Regions from separate parts of the Xenopus laevis genome. Here region 1 is linked to region 2. Evidence: chromatin contacts called from public Hi-C data. All regions are on one chromosome and are shown on one strand. The core of a region is the stretch at or near the end of the contact, and the rest is flanking DNA. Distances in the headings are between cores, read along the strand shown. Region 1 holds the start of LOC108708312 (cytochrome P450 4F22). Region 2 overlaps scml2.L (sex comb on midleg-like protein 2).

Region 1 (7,001 bases), core at 2,349-4,848, 79 kb after region 2:
GAAGCGGGGGGGGGTTGCCAGCCTTTAAGCAATTATAGCTTCTAAACGTGAGGTTAATCCTTATAATGTTGATCATCCTTGACCTAAAGCAGGGTTTAACATTTTATGTGATAAATAAACTTGTGTTTTCTCTGCATCACTGACTTCAGCATTCTTACCATTCCCAAATGTCCTAAAAGCCAGCTACGTCTTGGCGGCTCTGGAAAACAACGCAGGCGTCTGGCATTGATGATGTAAGCATAAATGAATGCTGCCATCTTTAAAACGACTTGACAAATAATAAGTGAGAACATGAGAATAACAGCAGCAAAAATATAAACTCGGAAAGATGTGTGACTTATATTTAGGGAGTCCAGAAAATCTTCTAAAAACTGCAACATCCTGTAATGAGAGAGAGAGAAGAAAAGGAGAGCCTATTAAAGCTGCGGAGAAATATGAAACAAAGTGCAAAAACATTGTTAACTACTTGGTAATCCAAAGCACAAATTTAAGGGTAGTTAGATATACAGTAAAGAATGGTTGTGGGTGCACACCTGAGGCCAATTTCAAAAAGTCTAATTCCCTGTCTCAATGATTCAAGTAAAAATGCTAGTGCATATAGTTTTGAAACAGGGTTTTTTAGTTACAAAGTTATGATCATCAAATTGATAAGCCACCATACCACGTCAAGGTAAACCCCATACGGTGGTCCCTAACTTGTTTACCTTTAATCATAGTAAAATAGGTATTTCTCTTCTTAATAGCATTAATTTATGTGAACAACTCCTATGCCTTGGTTTCAAACTGTGTGCTAAATCCTCCCCCGCCAACTGCTATGCGGCTTTTAAATGGGAGAGACTGCCTTCAGGCTAGATCCTCCCATGCCGCTAGCATTTTCGGCTTTTAAGGGAGAGTGATTGCACAAACCAAAGCAAAAAAATTAAAGGGACAATAGGACCACCAAAAATCTAAAAGGGTGGGTATGAGGGTGCAACAAACCACATGGAGCTTAGCCATAGCTCCCAGCAAATACAAAAAAGAATGGTTGTGGGTGCACACCTGAGGCCAATTTCAAAAAGTCTAATTCCCTGTCTCAATGATTTAAGTAAAAATGCTAGTGCATATAGTTTTGAAACAGGGTTTTTTAGTTACAAAGTTATGATCATAAAATTGATAAGCCACCATACCACGTCAAGGTAAACCCCACACGGTGGTCCCTAACTTGTTTACCTTTAATCATAGTAAAATAGGTATCTTACCTCTCTTCTTAATAGCATTACTTTATGTGAACAACTCCTATGCCTTGGTTTCAAACTGTGTGCTAAATCCTCCCCCGCCAATTAGACTTTTTGAAATTGGCCTCAGGTGTGCACCCACAACCATTCTTTTTTGTAGTTAGATATACAGTGTTACACAAAATTAGAGTAAAGGCAGTCTCCTCTGTGTTGCTGAGTTACAAGTCGCAGCAGGAGCAATGGTGCTCTAATTTATGAAAGGCTGTACAAATGTACTTTTGTGGGCAATTTTAAGAAACGTACAAAATAGTGTGCCCATCTGTGCAAGCAGTGTATTATGCATAATACTTGTTTTTTTGCTACTACAAATGCTATATTGTATCTACTGACCACCTCTATCCTTAGGCATTATTTGTGCATTTGAGATGAATGCCCTTTTGCTTAATTCAATTGCAGCTTGTAGCTGCCAATCGGAAATTTGATTTAATAATTCTGTTCTAAATTAAAACTGCATAGAAGGACATTTGACCTAATGTATATTTATCTCAGATTCTATTTTGTTAACAGCAATAAAGTCACAACACGATTAATTTGATAAATAACCTGTTGTAATGGTATTATTGTTGATATTTTTAAAGGGATCTAAAAATACATTGATGTAGTCAAAGTGGTCCACTGAGAACTTTTGCAATTTACAGCAATTTTCTATTTTTACCTTTATCTGATAAAGATAGTATCTGGATTTTATAGTTTTATACTGCAAGGTAGGCATCAGCTCAGCAGCTATCTTGAAGGTCAAGAGCATCAGCTGTCTATGCATTTTCTTTCCACTTCCTTGATCAAAATAAGCCTGGCCATATTTCCTTTACTGAGTACTGTACAGACATCTTTGGTCAGGGGCAAATGGGTCTCAAAATTCCCCCATGTGAACCAGTTGTTGGTCCAAGACCTCAATTGGTCCCATCAGTTTCGTTGGAAAGGTAGCAGCATTAGGAAAACATTGTCAAATAAACAAATGTTGTTGTGTACATGCTTTAGAAAGTGTAACACAATTATTCTGATACTTGATAGAAAAGAAAATACTGTATTTATTGCATCCTTAAAGGGGTGGTTCATCTTAAAGGTAACTTTTATTATGTTAGAGAACGGCCAATTCTAAGCAACTTTTCAATTGGTTTTCATTATTTATTTATTATAGTTTTATAGTTAGTAAGGGGCCCAAAGGCTCAGACAGAGTAACAGACCAAGGAGGAAGCACCAGTCTAACAGATCGTGGTACAGGCAAGGATTAAGAAAGAGAGTGGTCAAGTCCAGGCAATAAGGTCGGTTCAGGCAGCAAAAGTTCGGTAAACAGGAACAGGCAAGGATCAATACACAAAAGGTCAAGACAATAACAGTAGAAGCGCACCCAGGAACTCAGAATGAAGAACCTATTGTAGGGCAATGTGAGCAATGTCTCAGCGTCTTTTATAGGCCTCCTTTGGCGCCAAAATTAGACGCAGTGGCGTCATGACGCTGGCATCCTCACGCATTTCGACGCTAGAGTCCATTCTGATGCTGATGCTTCGGCGCCGGCGACCAATCCGACGCCGGCGCCTCGTTTGCCATCTTGGTACGCCAGGTAAGATTTCCTTACAATATTACAGTGTTAAGTGTTAACTAGTGCTCCCAGCATGGCTCAGCTGCCAGTGGATGATCATGGATGATGAGTTATTGGTTTGTATGTCTAACTTTCTTTATATGCCACTACTTGTATTTGCAGCAATGTACATAACATCATAACATAACACATACACATAACACATACAGGGAAAACACATTTTGCAATAAATAAATATGAATATACAGTATATAGTTACAAAATGTAAGTTTCATGTGTTACAATGGGCTAGGAAGGAGTTCCCTGGCTAGTAAAGCTAACAGTTCAGACATAAATTACTTGAAATCAGGTTTAGAGGCTGTGCAGATCCCAAATCAACAGGTGAAATTATGTATTCGTCTATTATTGTCATATCCACAAACCAGAATATTGCTGCTTCCTCTGCTAATAACCAATCCATCTGCACTATAGACTAAAGTGCTACTCACTGATTTATACATACATAATATTCAGCAGTATAACTGTTTTAAAGTAAAATAAACCATAAACCTTTGCTGTATCAGGATATATGCTAGTAAAGAAGAAGGATTCTTACCTGGAAAACACAATCAAAACACAGTTACTATCCCAACAAATACGACTTCTGTGAATCTTGTTTTGATACTTCCTACACTTCCTTTTGCTCTGGGCACGGCCTCCTTTTAGCCAATCTAAAAATAGCAGATCTGACTCTGAACTAATGGTGTTTTGCTGCCTCATAGTGTTATGTATCTGAAATGGCAACGTATGGTATTAGAAATACATGAGAAGTTGTGTCTTGCCAAGTTTTCACTGTACAAATATGGGATCTGTTATCCTGAATACTTTGGATCAGTGGGGCTTCTGGATAAGGGATATCTCTGTAATTTGGATCACCATACCTTAAATCTGTTAAAAACATATAAGGGGGAATGTAATTAAAATTGCAAGCAATGTTTAAAATTACATTTTTGTAAATGTTTAGTGCTGCTTGCAATGTAAAATCATTTGTTATTGAATATTTCATTACAGGTATGGGATCTATTATCCAGAATGCCCGGGATCTGGAGTTTTCCGAATAACGGATCTTTCTGTAATTCGGATCTTCGTGCTTTAAGTCCACTAGAAAATCATTTACACATTAAATAAACCCAAACGTCTGGTGTTGTTTCCAACAAGGATTAATTATATCTTAGTTTGGATCAAGTACAAGGTACTGTTTTATTTTTACAGAGAAAAAGAAAATCATTCTTAAAAATTTGGATTATTTGGATAAAATGGGGTCTATGAGAGACACCATTTCTGTAATTTGGAGCTTTCCGGATAACAGGTCCCATGCTTATATTGCTGAGCAAAGGTAAGCATTAATACCTGCTCTAAAGTTTCACTAAATATTTTGGTGCACAAAAACAACTTTGCAATTGCAACATTTTAATACATGCACTATGCATGTTTACATAAGCCATTTGTTTGCAAGGAAGTTGTTGACGTCTCAAATCAGTCGAAAAGGACACAAACAATGAAAAGCTTTCCCCTATTAAAGATTTAATAAAACCCGGCATGATTGTTTCACCACCAATATGGATATATGTAACCTAGACAGAATCCAGTAAAAGGTACTACCATATTATTACAGAGAAAAAGAAAACTAATAAAAAAAAGTATTTTTTTAGCTTTCTCTTGCAACATTATTTTCAATTGAGATCTAGCCATAGCCATCTATCTAAAAGGTTCGGAGACTGGGTCATTTTATGTCTAACTTCTAACAATCGGACAGAAATTTCAAGGGCTTCAAGCTTAGTTGTAAACTCATTTTCTTGGTACAATGCCATTTTGATATACCCCCGTATAACGGATTTATTAGTTTCCTAAACAGTTCCAATAGAAAGTTCATCAACAATTGTATATATGTCTTCATGACTGCATCTTAACAGGCTTTGTTTTGATACTGATCAAAAAAAAAAAAAAGTATTTTATCTGGGTCAAGAGCCTATGTTTCAATAAAGGCATTTTAAGAAAATACATTCATGGATGGTGCTGTCTGTGATACAAAGAATTCGAAAATCAGTTGGTGGTGGAAACTGTGAGACTTGCAGCAAATGAAAGGATTTCTGGAGGTAAGAGTGCTGACTAAACTCTTGCGGGAATTAGAAAGTAGCAATATTACCTGTACTAGGGCATGGTCAGACCAAATGATGGGAAAGCTTGTAGACCTGCGTAATATATTGTAAGGTAAAGTCATATGAAAATGTTTGGGAACTCCACTTTCAACAAAAAAAGAGAACAGTGGTATGTCTTTCATTTTCCAGGAACATCTGAGTACTGGGGTGTTTTCTGAACAAAGATTTTTAGTGAAACAGTATTCAGTTGTATGAAATTAAATAAAGTGTGAAAAACTGGCTGTGCAGAAATGTTGGTGGTACCCTTGTAATTTTGCTAATCTGAATGCATGTAACTGCTCAGTACTGATTACTGGCAACACCAAATTGGTTGGATTAGCTTGTTAAACCTTGAACTTCATAGGCAGGTGTGTCCAATCATGAGAAAAGGTTTTAAATAAGAAGGAAACCCCCTGGGTGCAAAATCCCTCCCCTGTGTTGCCCCCCTCCCTCCTGGCCTACCTGTCCCCCTGGGCAAATGCCCCTAACTTGTTACTCACCCCTCTGCGCAGGTCCTGTCCACGGAGTTCACAGGCGCCATCTTCTCCCACGCGGTCTTCCTGCTTTGACTGGCGTCTTCTGGCGCATGCGCGGAACATTTACAGGTATGGATCTACTGTGACATTCGGCGCATGTGCAGTAGATCCGTACCTGTAAATGTTCCTACTGCGCATGCGCCAGAAGACGCCAGTCAAAGCAGGAAGGCCGCGTGGGAGAAGATGGCGCCTGTGAACTCCGTGGACAGGACCTGCGCAGAGGGGTGAGTAACAAGTTAGGGGCATTTGCCCAGGGGGACAGGTAGGCCAGGGGGGAGGAGGGAGGGGTGCAACACAGGGGAGGGGATTTGCGCCCAGGGGGTTTCCTTCTCCTTTAAGGTGGCCAATTGCAAGTTGTGCTTCTGATTGACTCTCCATGACAGCATGGGGTCCTCAAAGTAACTCTCAAAAGATCTAAAAACAAAGATTGTTCGGAATCATGGTTTACGGGAAGGCTACAAAAAGCTATCTCAACTGTCTGTTTCAACTGTAAGGAATGTAATCAGGATATGGAAGGCCACAGGCACAGTTGCTGTAAAACCCAGGTCTGGCAGGCCAAGAAGAATACAGGAGCAGCATATGCGGAGGATTGTGAGAATGGTTACAGACAACCCAAAGATCACCTCCAAGACCTGCAAGAACATCTTGCTGCAGATGGTGTATCTGTACATTGTTCTACAATTCAGCGCAATTTGCACACAGAACATTTGTATGGCAGGGTGATGAGAAAGAAGCCCTTTCTACACTCACGCCACAAACAGAGTCGCATGTTGTATGCAAAAGCTCATTTAGACAAGCCACACTCTTTTTGGAACAAAGTGCTTTGGACTGATGAGACAGTGGTGGAAGAGGAACACTGCATTCCAAGAAAAACAACTGCTACCTACTGTCAAATCTGGTGGAGGTTCCATCATGCTGTGGGGCTGTGTTGCTAATTCAGGGATTGGGACCCTTGTTAAAGTCGAGGGTCGGATGAATTCAACCCAATATCAACAAATTCTTCAGGATAATGTTCAAGCATCAGTCACAAACCTAAGGTTTACGCAGGGGTTGGATATTCTAACAAGACAATGACCCTAAAAACACTTCCAAATCTACAAAGACATTTATGCAGAGGAAGAAGTACAATATTCTGGAATGGCGTCACAGTCCCCAGACTTGAATATCATCGAAAATCTATGGGATGATTTTAAGCAGGCTGTCCATGCTCAGCGGCCATCAAATTTAGCTGAACTGGAGAGATTTTGTATGGACGAATGGTCAAAAATACCGCCATCCAGAATCTCATCAAAGGCTATAGGAGGCGTCTAGAGGCTGTTACATTTGCAAAAGGAGGCTCAACTAAGTATTGATGGAATATCTCTGTTGTGGTGCCCAAATGTATGTACCTGTCTAATTTTGTTATGATGCATATTGTATATTTTCTGTTAATCCAATAAACATTATGTCACTGCTGAAATACTACTGTTTCCAT
Region 2 (6,938 bases), core at 1,784-4,283:
CACCAATGCATTCCAATTATGTTGCAGATTAGAAACCTTGATTAAAAATAATTAAAATAGTGAAGGTGTGACTTTGTTTTCCTATATGTAAGGATGCTGGTGGCTTATATGAACCAAAACCCAAGTTTATTTTTATACATTTACTGTAAATAGGTATAGTATAGTCTCATACAGTCAATCCAAATACTGTAAACTTTGCAGCTGCTTCACTTAAAACAAGCATTATTCTTTACATGTACACTGGCATAAAATAATAGACAAACTTTGGTTCTGCCTTTATTCCTAACCATTCAGCCACAATTCCACTTAACAGAAGGCTCTTTTTGTTTTAACTTTTATCTACAGATGCTGTTTAAAAGTTAATTGCATTTCTCATGTTACACCAGCTAAAAGTAAACAAATGATTCAGTGATATGCCATCAGTCAACTAAATTACTGACCTTGTTTTACTCACTTAACTGTAACTATGATAGTTTTTTTTTGATAAAAGTAAGATTTTTTTTGTTATTAACTATAAATAATGCAAACATTTCTTATGACAAAGCAGAACAATGCACAGGGGATATAGACTTTATTTCAGCCAAGACATTATCTGCAAGGAGTTTGCATGTTCTCCTCATCTGCATTGGTTTTGTCCATGCAGGAAGTTTAATGGAGTCCTGATAAATGTGACTAGTGTGTATGAGTATAATAGGGACCTTACAGAGTAACGCTGCCCATAGATGCAAAGATACCATCGTACGAAATGAAGATTTGTACGATTTACGGACCGTGTGTGGATTACCCACACCATGGCGATCAATCGGTCGTTCAGTTGATCGGACAGGTTAAAAGATTTATATCAGCTACCGATAATAGCTCTGCATGTGTTGCCTGACGATATTAATAGGAGATTGTCACTATTATTTGTTAGACGTAGCACGTCTATGGCAAACTTAAAAAGATACTGACAGCAGAAATGTAACATTTTTTACATCTACCATAAAATTGACTTTGCATGTTTCTTATAATTTTGCCATGAAGCATTTGCCCAATGCAGCATGACCTATAAGTAACTTTTAATGTACCGGCACATTCATATTTTAAAAAGTCGTTTTTTAGTGTCAGTATCACTTTAAGCTCCACTGGCCAGGGACTGATGTCAAATCTATGTGCACAAGGCATAGGGTCCTCTTGTGTGTGCCTGTGCTTTGTATGCAGGTGGAGAAGCAGATCCACGTCTATTTGTAGCTCCACTGACAAGCACAACGTCGGGCTGCATACAGCTACACAGAGGAGTACACATCAGCATGAAAAAACACAAAATCATTAATATTTGCAGAAATATCTGCTCTGTGAAGCTGCACTTAGGCCGATGCCAGAGACTAGCTACTACACACAGGCATGGATCCGGGCAAAATGCAGGCAAAAAAAAGCTGACAAAAAGTTTCAAAACAAGCCAATTTGCAAATTCAAGACATCATAAAAAGCAAAGCAGTTACAAACTATCCTCTGATATTCATGCATGAGGTTCACTAGAATAAGGAAAATATCATCATTGGCACAATGCAATTACAGGACACAGACATTCTGCTGAATTATTAATAGGGCAAGCAGATAGCACATGTTAATGTATGTGGAGCATTTTAATTTTCTGGTGTTTCCAGCCTTTTCAAGGCCTCCATACCCCTATCAAGTATCTGATAAATAGTTGAAGTCTTGAACAGCTGGAGATGCAAACAACTCTTAAAAAGAGAAAACTGCACAGTGCTCATTCACTCTCATATAACAGAGTTGCCAGTTGCTAGAAGCAAAACATGTTAGTACTGTGTCTAACCTTGTCTCTTTTACATGCAGTAGGTGCACACATGCTACCTGTGTGTAAATACATTGTACAGCAAAAAGTCAGCCATTCCTACAATCAGCCATGTGAGCTGAACAACATTTCTCTCCTCCACTCCATTTCCAATATGTACCTTTAACACAGAACACAATTCTCTTCTCGTGTAGTGTCAGAAACTGAGAAAAAGATAGGGGAAATGTGTGTTCAGTTCTAAAAGCTGCTGTATAAATCCACTAAATCTGAAATCAGTATTTTAATCCATGCAGAAACTACATGAAGAAAAAAAAATATCACAGAGTGCAGCATCCCTTTAGTCAAGGGCAGAGAAAGCACCCCCTCATGCACCACTATGAAGCACAGACTAATGCACCACTGCATGCCCATTTAATTTAAAAAAATTAATACATTATCTGAAGTCTGGGCAAAATCAAGGCTTTTTTTCAAATCTTTGTTTTATAAATGAACGTACTCTGCATTGCTAATTATGAATAATAATGTTGCCAACTAGTCTGTGGATGTAATGTTAAGGTGGCCATACACGGAGAGATCCGCTCGTTTGGCGATGTCGCCAAACGAGTGGATCTCTCTCCGATATGCCCACCTCTCTCCGATATGCCCACCTCTCTCCGATATGCCCATCCTTTCGAACGCGAACGGGCAGATCGCGGGACCGCATCAACGAACAGATGCGGCCGCGATCCGACGGGTTTTTTAGTCTCATCCGATCGAGATCTGGCCGAAACGGGGAAGCCCGTCGGGGGCCCCCATACACGCGCCAATAAGCTGCCGACTCGGTCTGTCGGCAGCTTTTATTGGCCCGTGTATGGCCACCTTTAGGCAATCTGTATGCTGGGTAATGGACTGAAGACTAAACACGGTTATCATTACGACTCTGTATATAGCTGTAAAAAATCAGTATAAAAAAAATTATATACAATTATATCTATATACAAGTTCATACACAAATACTTGTGCTATATTGAAATGTTAACCTTTTACAGGCAGTATCACATCAGTTTTCAAGTGTACTTTACTAACTAACACAGGCACATATAATAATGCAACCTTAAAAACAAGGTATAAACAACAGGCACCTTATTATTCTAAACAGTGCAGGAGTAGGAATATGAAATCAGTGGCCCTATGCTTGAAGAAAAATTCCATCCAAAGACTAATATGCAGATGAAGACAGAAAACACGAAGGCACAGAATGTGTGAAGAGAAAGGTATAAGAGGGCTATGCAGGCTGTCAGTAGGCAGCAGGTCAGCTGTGGCCAATAGTTCATGATACCCACTCAGGAGTTCTCACAGTGTGCACATGTCCACTGTATCTCTGAGTAAATCAGCAGTTATCCTAGGAGATATTTTTTCTGACATCACATGGTAGTTGACTTATTAACTTTCCTTGTCCAACACAAAAGGTCTGGATTACACAATGAACTGGCTACAAGCATATGTGAGGTGGGACACAAAATAAACAGTCTCTGGTTTCCCTACCTTTTTTATTTTGAAGGCAGATCTGCACATAAGTGCGAGGAGGCTCTTGTGATTCTGCCCTGGTTAGATTTTCAGTTATACTAGGACCAAAACACACAGAAGTCTAAAACAAAGCCCCCTGCTGCCGGTTCAGCCCTGAAAATCTTAGCAAATGGGTAATGAGATATTTGCATTTGGTGCTGGTGGGGAGGGGAGTGTGGAAAGCTGGCAGTGGGGGTTGGGGAGGGGAAGAAAGAAAGAATGAATTTAAAGGGGGGGGGGAGAAACTGCTAAAGTAATGTCATATTGTCTGCAAGCTGTATTGACAGTAATCATCAGTCACCTGCTCAGGCTGCTTCACCCCAGCCTTGGGAGGCAGAGCAAAGGTTGAGTTGGGTCAGCGGATCTGGAAAGAGATCAAGCAGGGAGGGAGATAAGGGGGGGACTGGGAAAAGAAACAGAGCAGCCAACACTCCAGTACACAGAGAAGGAAAATAATATCCCAACAAAGCTCCATTTGGGGAAGTGGAAAGAAGGGTTTAAAAGTCTCACGAGAGCTTATTAGGCTGTATCAAGCGGAAACGGGTAAGGAAAACAAAGAGCATAAAGAGTAACTTGCACTTTGCTTGTACCTATCTTGAGACTTCATTCAGGAAACAAAGATCCTTTCGAAAACAGCGGAGCACTTTACTAAAGACAGTCCATGTGGCTTATGTTATTCAGAGCAAAAAAAAAAAAAAAAAGCTTCCCATTAACTATTTTGTTTTGTCGTGCAGTCAAAATTATATTCTCACAATTTGTTCACTGCTGATCTATGTTATATTCATTTTGACTGGAGAATACAATGTCCAATAATGGCCACATAGAAATAAAAACAATTACACACAGTTATGCAGGGTGTTTGTAAATATTAGCACAGCTAATCTTAGACCTGCAATAGGCAGGGAATGTTTATACCTTAAAGGAGAACTAAACCCTAAAAATGAATAGGGCTAAAAATGCAATGTTTTATATACTGAACTTATTGCTCCAGCCTAAAGTTTCAGCTTGTCAATAGCAGCAATGATCCAGAACTTCAAACTTGTCACAGGGGGTCACCATCTTGGAAAGTGTCTGTGACACTCACATGCTCAGTGGGCTCTGAGCAGCTGTTCAGAAGATACGCTTAGGGGTTGTTGCAAATTATCAAGCAGAAAATTAGGTTGGCCTGTCATATAAGCTAATGCTGCAGGGCTGATTATTCAATTCTGATGCTAGTTGCACTGGTTTCTGTATTGCCCAGAAATAATTATCCATTATACTGTGACATTTCTATTCTATGTGTACTGTATATTTTGAGTCTGTCCCTAAGCTCTATAAGTGACAGCAGCACAGAGCATGTGCAGTGAATCAGCAGAAAAGAAGATGGGGAGCTACTGGGGCATCTTTGGAGGCACAGATCTTCCCTTCAAAAGGGCTTTGGTTGTCTGGGATTGGCACAGAAGCCCAAAACATAATGTACACCATTTCTAGCCTACTTCTTTAGTTTAACTTTCCTTGTCTTTTAAACCAGTGATCCCCAACCAGTGGCTCGTGAGTAACATGTTGCTCACCAACCCATTGGATGTTGCTCCCAGTGGCCTCAAACTAGTGTAATTCCAAGCAGAGCCTCTTGTAGGATGTCAGTCCACATAGGGGCTACCAATAGCCAATCACAGACCTCATTTTGCACCACCCAGGAATATTTTTCATGTTTGTGTTGCTCCCCAACTCTGTTTACATCGGAATGTTGCTCACAGGTAAAAAAAAAAAAAAAAAAAAAAGTTGGGTACTTCTGCCTTAAACCATTGAATATGTGATAATAGGCCAGGTAAGTAGAAACGTTTCAAAGTCATGACAATATTTAATGCAGTTACATTCTGCCTGTAGGCTACTGCATGCCCACATCAGCAATGTATCAAATGAATGTTATCCCTAAACCTTCTGCCTGTGAGGTAAAAGCATGAGATACTTTCTAAAGATATAAAATGTGATCAAATGAAACAATAACTGTAGTACTGCAAGAGCAGAAGAAAATATTTTGTGAGAATGATATATCACAGGTACACAACAAGAAACCTCAAAGTAGCCAACAACATACCAGTGGTTACAGACTTGAATACTTACAATCATTATTTATTATTTATTGTTTTTTCCACCATTAAAAAAAAGCCCCCAAATGGCATTTGGTGGGTGTAAGTGCTTGAGCATCTATTAGAGTGTGGAAATGACACATACCTCCCAACTGTCCATTTTTCGGAGGGACAGTCCCTCTTTTGACAGCTCAACCAGCAGTCCCTCATTTGTACTGGAAAGTCCCTATTCTCTCTGCACTGAACAGCCAGAAAAAGAAACAAAGTTCTCACTTAATTGGCTTTTAGCAGAGAGCCCAGAACAGCTAACAGGTGCAAATAAGATACTTTGTAACAATTTTGAGATACAAAAAAACAGTTTAGATAAGGAGAAATATTTTCAAACTTTCATAACCTGACAGATTTTGTAAAATGAACATGGTAATTAGGGGGTGTGGCCACAGAAAGGGGTGTAGTCAACAATTTTCGCTGTTCTACATGCCAAAACATTTTTTGTCCCTCTTTTTACTTCTAAAATGTTGGGAGGTATGATGACATAATGCATGGAACGTAAAAATTCCTTGTTGGGGGAACAACTGGGCTGCTAATAGGGGTGTCCTGCAAAAGTCCCCAGATGGAAGGAGAGGCAGGTTTTGCAGAGAGGCAACATTAATGGATCAATCTCTTGGGGGAACTTGCTATACTGGGAGTCTGAAAGGAGAACATCTGTTTAGCATTTTTTGTAAAGCCATCTGCTTTTGGATAAATGTTTCATGTATAATACATGGTGAATTTTTGTCGTTTTTTTTCTGTTAGTAACCCATTGATAAGCTGCAAAGTAATAGTGAGCAACTTACACTGCAGTACTTGCAGATGCAGAATGGGGGGGGGAGAACACATCTAAAAATCATAAGGATGGTATCCGTAAGCTACACACGCAATCAGAATGCTATCCTATTCATTTATTATGAAACTGCGAGCAAAAAGTGGAACAAAAATAAAGAGATTTTGGTAGCCATCACTTAGCTTGGCATGTGACCCCTTCACAATGGAATAACAAAATAAATCAATGACAATCCAAAATCTTTTCATATAACATTTGACAAAATTATATTCCCCATCTAACCTCCACAATTAGGGTGGCAGCAGACGTGGCTACTGGGGGAGATTAGTCGGCCAGAAACAAATCGCCTATTCTTCGGGCGACTAATCTCCCCTGAATGCCTTCCTGCCAGCTAGAATGTAAATACTTCGGAAAGACGAAGCGATCCGAGTGCCATCCCGCCGGCAATTTACATTTTAGCCAGCGGAAAGGCATTTAGGGGAGATTAGTCGCCCTAAGAAGAGGTGATTTGTTGCTGGCCTACTAATCACCCCCGTAGCCACATCTGCCACCACACTTAGGCATTGGTAAAGTTTTCATTTAGAAACACATAATGGGATTTGATAGGGGAGCATTGTTGTCAGCTGAAATAAATCTTATTTGTGGGGTGGTGGTTGGATATGAGCCAATACTGAGATAAAAATGTGCATTAAAAATGCTCTGCATT

The links. A called contact is a pair of places that touch in the nucleus more often than the background predicts.
Region 1: a Hi-C map of the XL177 cell line shows a contact between it and region 2, with 3 times the contacts expected there. The contact joins the promoter of LOC108708312 here to the enhancer-like site in region 2.

What each region holds. Positions count from the first base shown.
Region 1 is chr2L:99,095,896-99,102,896 of Xenopus_laevis_v10.1, forward strand. LOC108708312 (cytochrome P450 4F22) reads right to left here and starts at 3,599. Exons shown (of 13, transcript XM_018246892.2): 1 at 3,410-3,599; 2 at 159-381. The coding sequence starts at 3,573.
Region 2 is chr2L:99,017,723-99,024,660 of Xenopus_laevis_v10.1, forward strand. The region is part of intron 6 of scml2.L (sex comb on midleg-like protein 2); the gene reads right to left. Among protein-coding and RNA genes, the nearest start is that of scml2.L, 39 kb to the right of the region's middle. Within about 2 kb of position 3,034, at least 3 of the 7 cell types and tissues checked have an H3K27ac peak or open chromatin away from gene starts, as enhancers often do.